2 separate regions of the Drosophila melanogaster genome follow, and region 1 is linked to region 2. Evidence: chromatin contacts called from public Hi-C data. All regions are on one chromosome and are shown on one strand. The core of a region is the stretch at or near the end of the contact, and the rest is flanking DNA. Distances in the headings are between cores, read along the strand shown.

Evidence for each region. Hi-C and Micro-C count contacts between places; a contact is called where the count stands out from the background.
Region 1: a contact with region 2 is called in a Hi-C map of the Kc167 cell line, with 1.9 times the contacts expected there. A contact is called at or near these places in 3 of 107 Hi-C or Micro-C datasets (the Kc167 cell line, the OSC cell line and the S2 cell line) and 2 of 7 datasets of targeted methods (both in the Kc167 cell line).

Annotation. Positions count from the first base shown.
Region 1 is chr3L:22,685,463-22,689,665 of dm6, forward strand. CG14456 reads left to right here and starts at 1,760. Exons shown (of 3, transcript NM_001144526.2): 1 at 1,760-1,988; 2 at 2,051-2,365; 3 at 2,428-2,826. The coding sequence starts at 1,923. The coding sequence ends at 2,688. CG14455 reads right to left here and starts at 1,625. Exons shown (of 2, transcript NM_141145.3): 1 at 1,544-1,625; 2 at 898-1,478. The coding sequence starts at 1,621. The coding sequence ends at 972.
Region 2 is chr3L:22,363,829-22,368,128 of dm6, forward strand. The region is part of intron 1 of Ten-m (Tenascin major); the gene reads right to left. The region is part of intron 1 of lncRNA:CR45962 (long non-coding RNA:CR45962); the gene reads right to left. Among named protein-coding and RNA genes, the nearest start is that of lncRNA:CR45965, 5.1 kb to the left of the region's middle.

The DNA of each region.
Region 1 (4,203 bases), core at 510-3,009, 320 kb after region 2:
TTCGGCGCGAAGGGATGGGATGGGATGCGGGATGCCAGGAGATGCCCCTTCTAGGACTGTGCTTCGCGAAAAATGTTAAACATTCGCAAGTTTTTATTATCGCGCTCAAACTTGTGGGAAAGTTCCTTCCCCTGCAGTCGTACGCCTTCTTACGTGGCCTGTTTGGGTAATTCGAGATAGTTAAACAAGGGCCAACAATGCGGCTGTGCCGCATTCAGGGGAAAATACCTAAATGAGGAACAGAACACTTGATTCAGACTGACTTTCAACTCAAAATTTAGTTTTACCTAACGTTAAAACGGTATCACAGCAATTGAGGAAATCCACTTTACAAACGTAAGCCATAAATAAGATTCAATTATATTAAATGCATTAGCAAGTTAAATTAAAATTAATAGTATATGTGTAAAGATTTATGTAATTATCACGTTTCCATTTTAAGTGAATATTCATGATTTTAATATTATCCCAATTTTATTAGACCAGTCTAGTCTAGTGCTGGAAGATAAAGACCCGTATTTCTTTCTCTGTGTGAATGTGAATACCTTATCTACGACTATCGCCCCTACTGGTATCAGCCCAATCATCTCGTCGGAATATGCATTTGCATGGAGCTTCTCTGCGCTCCACACACACCCTAAATCATTGTCGTCTGTTGCTCATCAGCAGCCCCTCCGACGCCATTATCGTCGTCATCAATTGCGCTGCTGGTGGCTGCCTGCAGACAGCTTGTCACCGTCGGGTAAACATGCGAATTTCGCAGTCGAGCAGGCAAACACGTGACAAGCGGCTAAGGAGGATTGCTGGGGCGGTTAGATGGGAGGACAAGACGAGGCGACAATGACGACGTCAATGGTGCGACAAAAGGCAGTTTGAATACTAAAACGAGGCAGTGTTGGACGCGCATCAAAACTTTATTGGATCTCCTGCGGGCAGGAGATACCATGAGGAACATGCGAGGTATATGTATCTTAGCCGAGACTGAACCGCTTCAGGTTGTCGAAGCCTTTGGACTTGTCGATGCGGCCGAAGATGGTCGACCGTACGATCATGCCGCCCTTGTCCGTCGAAATTTTCATGCCGAAGCGGAACTTAGCCTCCGGCAGGAAGCTGGGCAGCATCTCCTCGTCCACATTGTAGTTGGTTAGGCTGTAGGTGCCGCTCCGGATTGGGCACTCCTTGAAGAGGGTGCCGTGCTTGAGAAGGTCCTCGTAGATCGCGCGCACCAGCGGATCCGAGTTGCGCTGCTTCATCAGCTTGCAGAAGTTGAGCGTACGGTTTATCAGGGTAGAGTAGTTGCCCTTGTCCGTCTCCAAACCAAAGTCTACCACCAGCTGAACGTCCTCTATGTCCTGGTGCGTCTTTATATCGATGCTCAGATTTGACTCGCCCGAATCGTTTTGCAGATCGACCTTAAGGTCCAGGAACTTGTCGTTGGCCTCAAAGTCAATGCTCGTGAGGATGACCTTGAAAGAGCGCTGGCGAAGGCAATAAATCAGAACTGTGCCCATGTCCCGCACCAGCCCGATCCACCCCAACTTACCCACGCTCCAGTCAAGGGCATGAGAGCCACCAAAATGAAGGCCACGGCACAGCAGCTTCGGATGACCTCCTTACGCATCTTGCTCCAACTATCCATTGAGGCTGGCTCTTATTCAATTAGTCAGTTTTTATATGTATGCAATTAGAATTAGTCAGGCCCCACTGGGCGACAAAGCGCTCCGAACATTAGGCCCAGCCACGTTGTCGTGGTGAATTAAGTCAACTAAGTGGGTGGACTTTGGAAAAGCATTCAGCTGTTTCGAAACGTAGTCAATTTCCGATAAGATCGAACTGAAAATCGCTCAGCCCATTTGCATATAAATAGTGCCGTCGCCGGACAAAACCAGACAGTGAAGACAGCTTACTGCAGTCGTTCCATAATGTTGCTGTATACCGCGGTCCTGGTTCCCGTCCTGATGGCCATGTGCCATGGCTCCCTGGCCGAGGTGAGAGTTCGCAGAGTAGCGCCTTGCCACTGAACTAATCCCTCAGCTGGCTTCTATTCCAGAAAATGATGAGACCCAAGTTCAAGGACATCAAGTTCTGGAGCGACGAGAAGTTCGTCAGCCACAAGGTGGTCTACGACAACAGCGACCCGCATCTGAACTTCTCCATGGAGGTGCACCAGGAGCTGCACGACGTAGACATCCACGTCGAGGTGCGCATCACCAACAAGCAGGACCCGTACTACAACACTAATCTAAACACCACGCTGAATGTCTGCCGCATCCTGGGCTTCGCCAACAAGTCACCGGTGGGGCGCTTCGTGCACGGATTCATCCGCGAGTTCGGCAACATCGTCGAAACCTGCCCAATCGCCAAGGTGAGTGGAGCACTCTTGTCAGGGTTCCAGCTGACCCTCCCCCACTCTCGGTCACGTTCTAGGGCCGATACCATTGGCACCGCATTCATTTAAAACGCAAATTACAGGGCTCCTACTTCATCAACAAGTTCTGGTGGCCAGAGGACCCAACCACCGCCATGCTGCCCGAGCTGGAGTTCGAGATCATCTGGCAGGCCATGCACGTGGACGCCAGCAAGAAGCGCACGCTGATAATGAACGACCATTTCGGTGGGGACTTCGTCGTCCAGGACGTCAATAATCTGAAGCCCGGCATCTTCGCAATGCTGCCCAAAATCGCCTAGAAGCCCCGCTAGGCTCGGCCCTGCCCCGGAATGAGCTACCCATCTGAGTCGCGTGTCCCAATGGTATTTACTTAATGTTTGTCAGTGTCACTTCGTGTTATCCAGATAGCAAGCAAATAAAGCTGCCGCAGAAAGAGCAAACCAATGATTTTGTTTAAAGGGTCGCATGATTTTTTAATTACCGAATTGTTAAATTCGGGAAGAAAGAGCGATAACTACATAACTTGAAATTAAAAAGTTTCCAACGTCTATAGTTTTCATGTCGTATCCAAATTGCAACATTCCCTTTTTATCTACTTCGTTTTAAAAGAATACTGTTGATAACTATTAAACGACTTTAAAGTTATACTAAGAATATTTATTATCTTGCACTATATTACATTGTAATTATTTAATTGAAAGAAGACATTTTTGTTTATAACTTCTTTTCAATACTGAAAGAAGCGTTTAAAGTGCTTATGAAGCTCATAGAATTTGCCCATTGTCAGTTTCCTGCAAAACCATCATCAATGACAATAAATTTTTTTATATTATTCACGTGCTGCTCTCGAATTTCGACACTCGGCGGGATTCGTGTTTTTGAACCATTCCCAAATTGAATTAAAATGGTACGGATTCGAGAGAAACAGGAGGCCCACAACATCAAATTATTATTCAATATAGTCGCAACGAAATGTTTGTGACTTGTGCCCTGCCCATTGTGATCCGACAATGACAGTTTGCGAATTTTAAACCGCTTTTAGCTATTTTTTGCCCAAATGAAGGTGCCACTTGGTATGATTTATGCGAGTTTGAGTTTGCCGAGCTTTGGATTTGGTTATTTGGTCATTTGTTGATTGGCATATTGATGCAGTGTGGCTGTTATCGAGGAAGCCATAAAACGACAGTAACAATGAGGAATGCAAAAAAGTTCTCGGCGCCTCTGCCTCGTTAACCGACTCGATGATTCCCCTCAATAAAATGTTCAATTTCAATTACCGGGTATAATAGGCCCGGAATGATAATACAAATCTCTGGACAAATCTGCCCCAAACAACTTTTATCAATTACCAGACCAGAAGCCACCAAAAAGAGGTGTAAAAGGTAAATGTCTTTGTGCTAAGCTCCCTACCCTGGACCATCCTCGACCTAATCCGCACAATGCATTTGTTTTCACTTTGTTGAACTCGTGAAACTTTATTCCTGCCAAGAAAAAGTTCAGGGGTCAAGCCAGCGGCCATTTAAGCTCCATTAGACAGCCACACAAAGCGACATAACGCCCCAGAGCCCAAGGGGGACCCCGGTGTAAGGAAATTCATTGTCGAAGTCGCCCAGCTGTGCCTCCATCCTCCGCTACGAGGACCCTAAAGGGTTCGTCCTTATCTGATTACAGTCCAGTAAATCTTGAAAAATTGTCATTCAATGCTAACGTTTTGAAAACATTCATCAATGGTTCGGCTGCTACTCAGCCCAAACAATGCGAATTTCTCTAACGCGACTTTGAGGTTGCTGCACTGTTAAACAATCATTTTTTCA
Region 2 (4,300 bases), core at 968-3,467:
CGTGAATCGCAGGATATTCCACATTGGTAATGGCGTGGACAATGCGTTACGGCATTCGCTGTGGTTACAGCTGTGTTTAGTCCCGTCGTTGCCCGGATTCAGTTGCTCATGGGGTATTACTTTCCTGACTATTTAGTCTGACCAAAAATATCCTCCAGAACCTAGGGTCAATCTTCGACCGGTCGTCTTGCTTCTAGTCAGACTACCCCTTTGTCCAAGTCACATCTCCCGTTGGCTGGAAAAACGCAAGTCGGTTAATCAGATCGCATCAGTTGCTCGCATGTCGCGTTTCATTAGCTGACAAAACGGAAGGGGTTGTCGAACCACTCTACGTAAGCTATTATCTCGGCAAAACATATCTATCCCGGTCAACACCCACAATAAACCCGCCGTCGATGGTTGCGTGTGATAAAAGTGGAGCAGTTTCCACAGACCCATGGATCCTACGCGGCTTTGCGGCTATATTTAAGCCTCCGACCACAAAAACTGGGCTAAGCTGCGTACTCAATGTGTAGACCATTGTTTGCCCAAGAGTGCCTTGGACGTAGTGTCGCGCTGCGCTAGGTTTCACTTAACACTTGACCCCACGCAACGTCAACGACAACGACAACAACGAAAACGAAAACGAGGAGCGTCTCGCACCTAAACCTCTTTTACTACTTTACGGCTAATAAAATAGTCAAAACCAACAATGCAGGGCAACACAAAGGAACCCAGCAAACTGAACAAACAAATAAATAAATAAATATCCAGGCGAGGGATAGTTGACGAACTGTCTGCCCCTACCCGCCTTCATCTCCGCCCTTACCGTATAGGGTTTTCCTGGAGGCGTCTTCAGTTGTGCTGGCTTTTTATGTAACCTATAATTTTCGTAAGTAACCGGAAAACGTTTTACGTTCCCCGGCTTCCGTTCACCGTCCTGGATTATCTGTTCGACCACGTCTTCCTCTTCGGAGCGTCACCCGAAATTCATTTTACAGCCCTTTTGGGTCATTTGTCCCCATTTGGTTCAATTATCACTGAGCTGCGACGGCGGCGCCTGCGCCATATGACCCGCTCAACCGTGAAATTGCCCGCGCTGGATACGGACCTGGACTTCAAATGCTTCTGATCGGACTTGGCCTGAAAGTCGCGTTCCCAGAAGACTGCCCTCGTCCCAGTTGGTTACCAACAAGTCCGCTTTCTTTGGTCCGCCTTGCAGTACAGTTTAGTGCTGGTAATGTCTCCACAGCGCCACATTTTAAAGGACTTAATTGTAGGTCTGGCATAACCAATTATTAGGGATAGACCGTCGCTCAAAGCCCGAGTTCCAAACTACTGTCTGCCGCTTCTGAGATTTTTATGCCGCGTCACGCTCTGGCATGCCGCCGTAATTTTTCATATGTATGAGCTGTTTCTTTTTGTCAGGCCTTCTCCCTGGCTTTCTGTGGCTATTTATTATTTAACATGGGGCCAGCTCAGTGCGAGTGAGTGAGTGAGTGCGTGTGTAAATCTTGTAAATCTCTTGCTTTCAACACGGCGGCCACTACACCTACATACATGTGGCTGCCCCGTTTCCCCAACTTTTCTGCCTGGTCATGGCTTTTAAGAGAATTCTTTAAGCGAATTTAAATGCGATTCATGACAGGGCATTGGTGCGCTGCGAGGTTCTTGCCTGTAAATTGCATGTTTTAGTTATCGTTTTGTTTGGTTTTCAGTTTTAGTTTAGTTGCCATTGCTAAGTGGCCCATCTTCGCGACCTCCTCCAAACAACCCTTGTCATCGTCCATAGTCGTCGGGGGCTAGTTTCTTGAAGCGTCATTAGAGGGAATGTGTTTTGCGCTAAGCTGTGCGCACATTTACTTGTATTATTAATTGAACGTCCAAATAATCTGAACAAATGCTTGGTTTCGAAAGAGCACAGATCGCTCCCTTACCCTGCGGAAGTTTTATTTATTGGTTGCTCGGAGTATTCGGGGTGTATGAACGTGAAATATGCATATGAAATAGAGAGTCGGCTACTGATTACATGCTCTCCATGGCCCAATTAGCTTGACATTGATCCGCTTGATCCCAGCAACTTATACTAACTATATTCGAGCTACGACGCCGAGCTTTGACTCTTAGATGTTGTTGCTCCCAATTCCGAGGGGGATTTAGTCGAACGCGAAAACTGATAACTGAGGCAGTAGTGTGGATTTTTGGTAGCTCGATTAGCTGTGCCACCCACACTCTAATCGCACGAAAACGGATACGGATGCCGAACGCAGCTGTTTGAAATCAGTCATCTCTGTGTGTGAGCTCCGTACAAAGAACGGATGTGAGTCAATCAACAACAATGGGAAACCGAAAACATTTTCAGTAATTCGGAAAAATAGAAATAATGTGAATATTTGCGATTCCACTAACTGTTTGTGCGCCGGCTTGTTTGTTGGCCAACTAACTAATTAAACCGCAGTTCAAATATGTTGGCCGGACAATTTAAAAAGCGTGTTTTGGGAAAATGTGCAAACATCTCTTTTCCCCAGTATACACGACCTCACGTATCCCACGTATCCGTGGCGGGATATGTATCATTGAGCGAAAATCAATTTTTGAGTGTGCACGGCTTCCTTTTCTCGTTGTACTCTTATTTTTTATATGCCACCCCAAAATGTACAGTTTTTCTGTTTGCAACTCTTGAGAGGGGAGGGGAATGCTAAATAAATTTGTTGCCACAAATATAAATCCCACACGTTACGTTTATTTCTGCTACACCTGGATCGCTTGGTGAAGGGTGCCTTCAACCTTTCCCCCCATTTCACACTCAGCCTCCTCCTTCAGGTGACCTTCACAGAGTTTCCATTTTGCTCCCAGCTTCGGTTTGTCTTTCTTTTTGGACGTGTTTGTTTTTCCCGGTGTGTTTTCAATGCATTTTATAGTTTGACTTTTACTTGGAAAACTCAGCTTAAAGTCTTGTAGCTTACTATTTCGCACAGTCAATTTAAAGTATTGTATATGGTTTATATGGTACGTACCTGAAAAGGAAAAGGAAATGTTCTCAGTATGACATCTACGAGAAGCTGAGTTAAATTTAAGGCACTACACTACCGCACTACAAGCAAGTTCCCCTGCTTTCTTTCATTGTGTAATCGATACTTGTTTGAGTTTTGAGCTTACGCATAGATATCAGTTACTTTTAACTTTTCGCTAAGTAGGTGAAGTACAAACGACAATACACTGTATCTAGCATTACAGGAAGTCAATGTTCTGTCCGATCCCCACAGCTTCCCCCGCACAAGCATCTGTGATCTTTGTAATTAAATATTTTTCACAAGGCAAACGCTTCACCGAGATTGTGACTTTCAAAAAATACATCCCATTCATCGGAGTGTTGACTGAACCCGCCTTATCTCTGGATGCACTCATTTGTGGGCTTCAGTTTCCGTTGGATAAACCCCTTGACTTTGCCTTCTATTTTTTACTTTAATTTGTATTCAAATTGCCACCACCCACGCCCCCCGCATTTCGCCTGCATATTTCGGTCTTTGCCCTTGCCCAGCGTCAAATTGGTTGCGAGTTCCTTTCAATTTCGATTTCAATTTATGCCGAAAGCGCTTGTATGTGGAGCTGGAACGCCAATTGTCATATTCTTGGGGTACTCTCATATCGCCTCCTCTGTTCCGCGCTGATGTAGATTACGCAGAACTTTGGCTGCTCATCCCTCCCCTCCGGCTCTACAACTTCTTCTGTCTGCCCGAGATTATTTCTGCATTTCTGATTCAATTCTCGGAAAATTATTCTGGCCCTGGCTAATAGTTCTCGATACTTGGACCCTGATATCGCGCTAACCATGGTCTTCCTATTTATAGACGAATGCTCCCACTCCTTACTCCACTTCGTACACCCTGCAGCCTGGCATCCCGGGGCTTTTAGCTATGGCACTTGAGTCATGTTAATGAGTCTAATATTGAAATTAATATAAATATCAATAGCCGCAAGAGAAACATGCAGTTAAGTAAACAAGAACAGCTGCTTGGGGGTGACCAGAGTATCTGGGTCAAGTTATACATAAGTGTTCATAAAGAAAGCGAGGAGGAGATAGGGATGATCCACTAATTGAGATTCTATGTAATTTTAAGATCTTCCCTTTCAGCATTTATAACAAAAAATGCTTTAATTCGAAATTGGTTCTATGCATAAGCTGGAATTTCAAAATTTTCATACTTTCAAATGGTGTATGCCGTGCTATGTTAACGATGATATTTCATAACTTTATTTTGGCCCCAAATGGTGTTCTAAAATATTTTTCACGTTTATTGTCACTTCATATTAGTGGGAA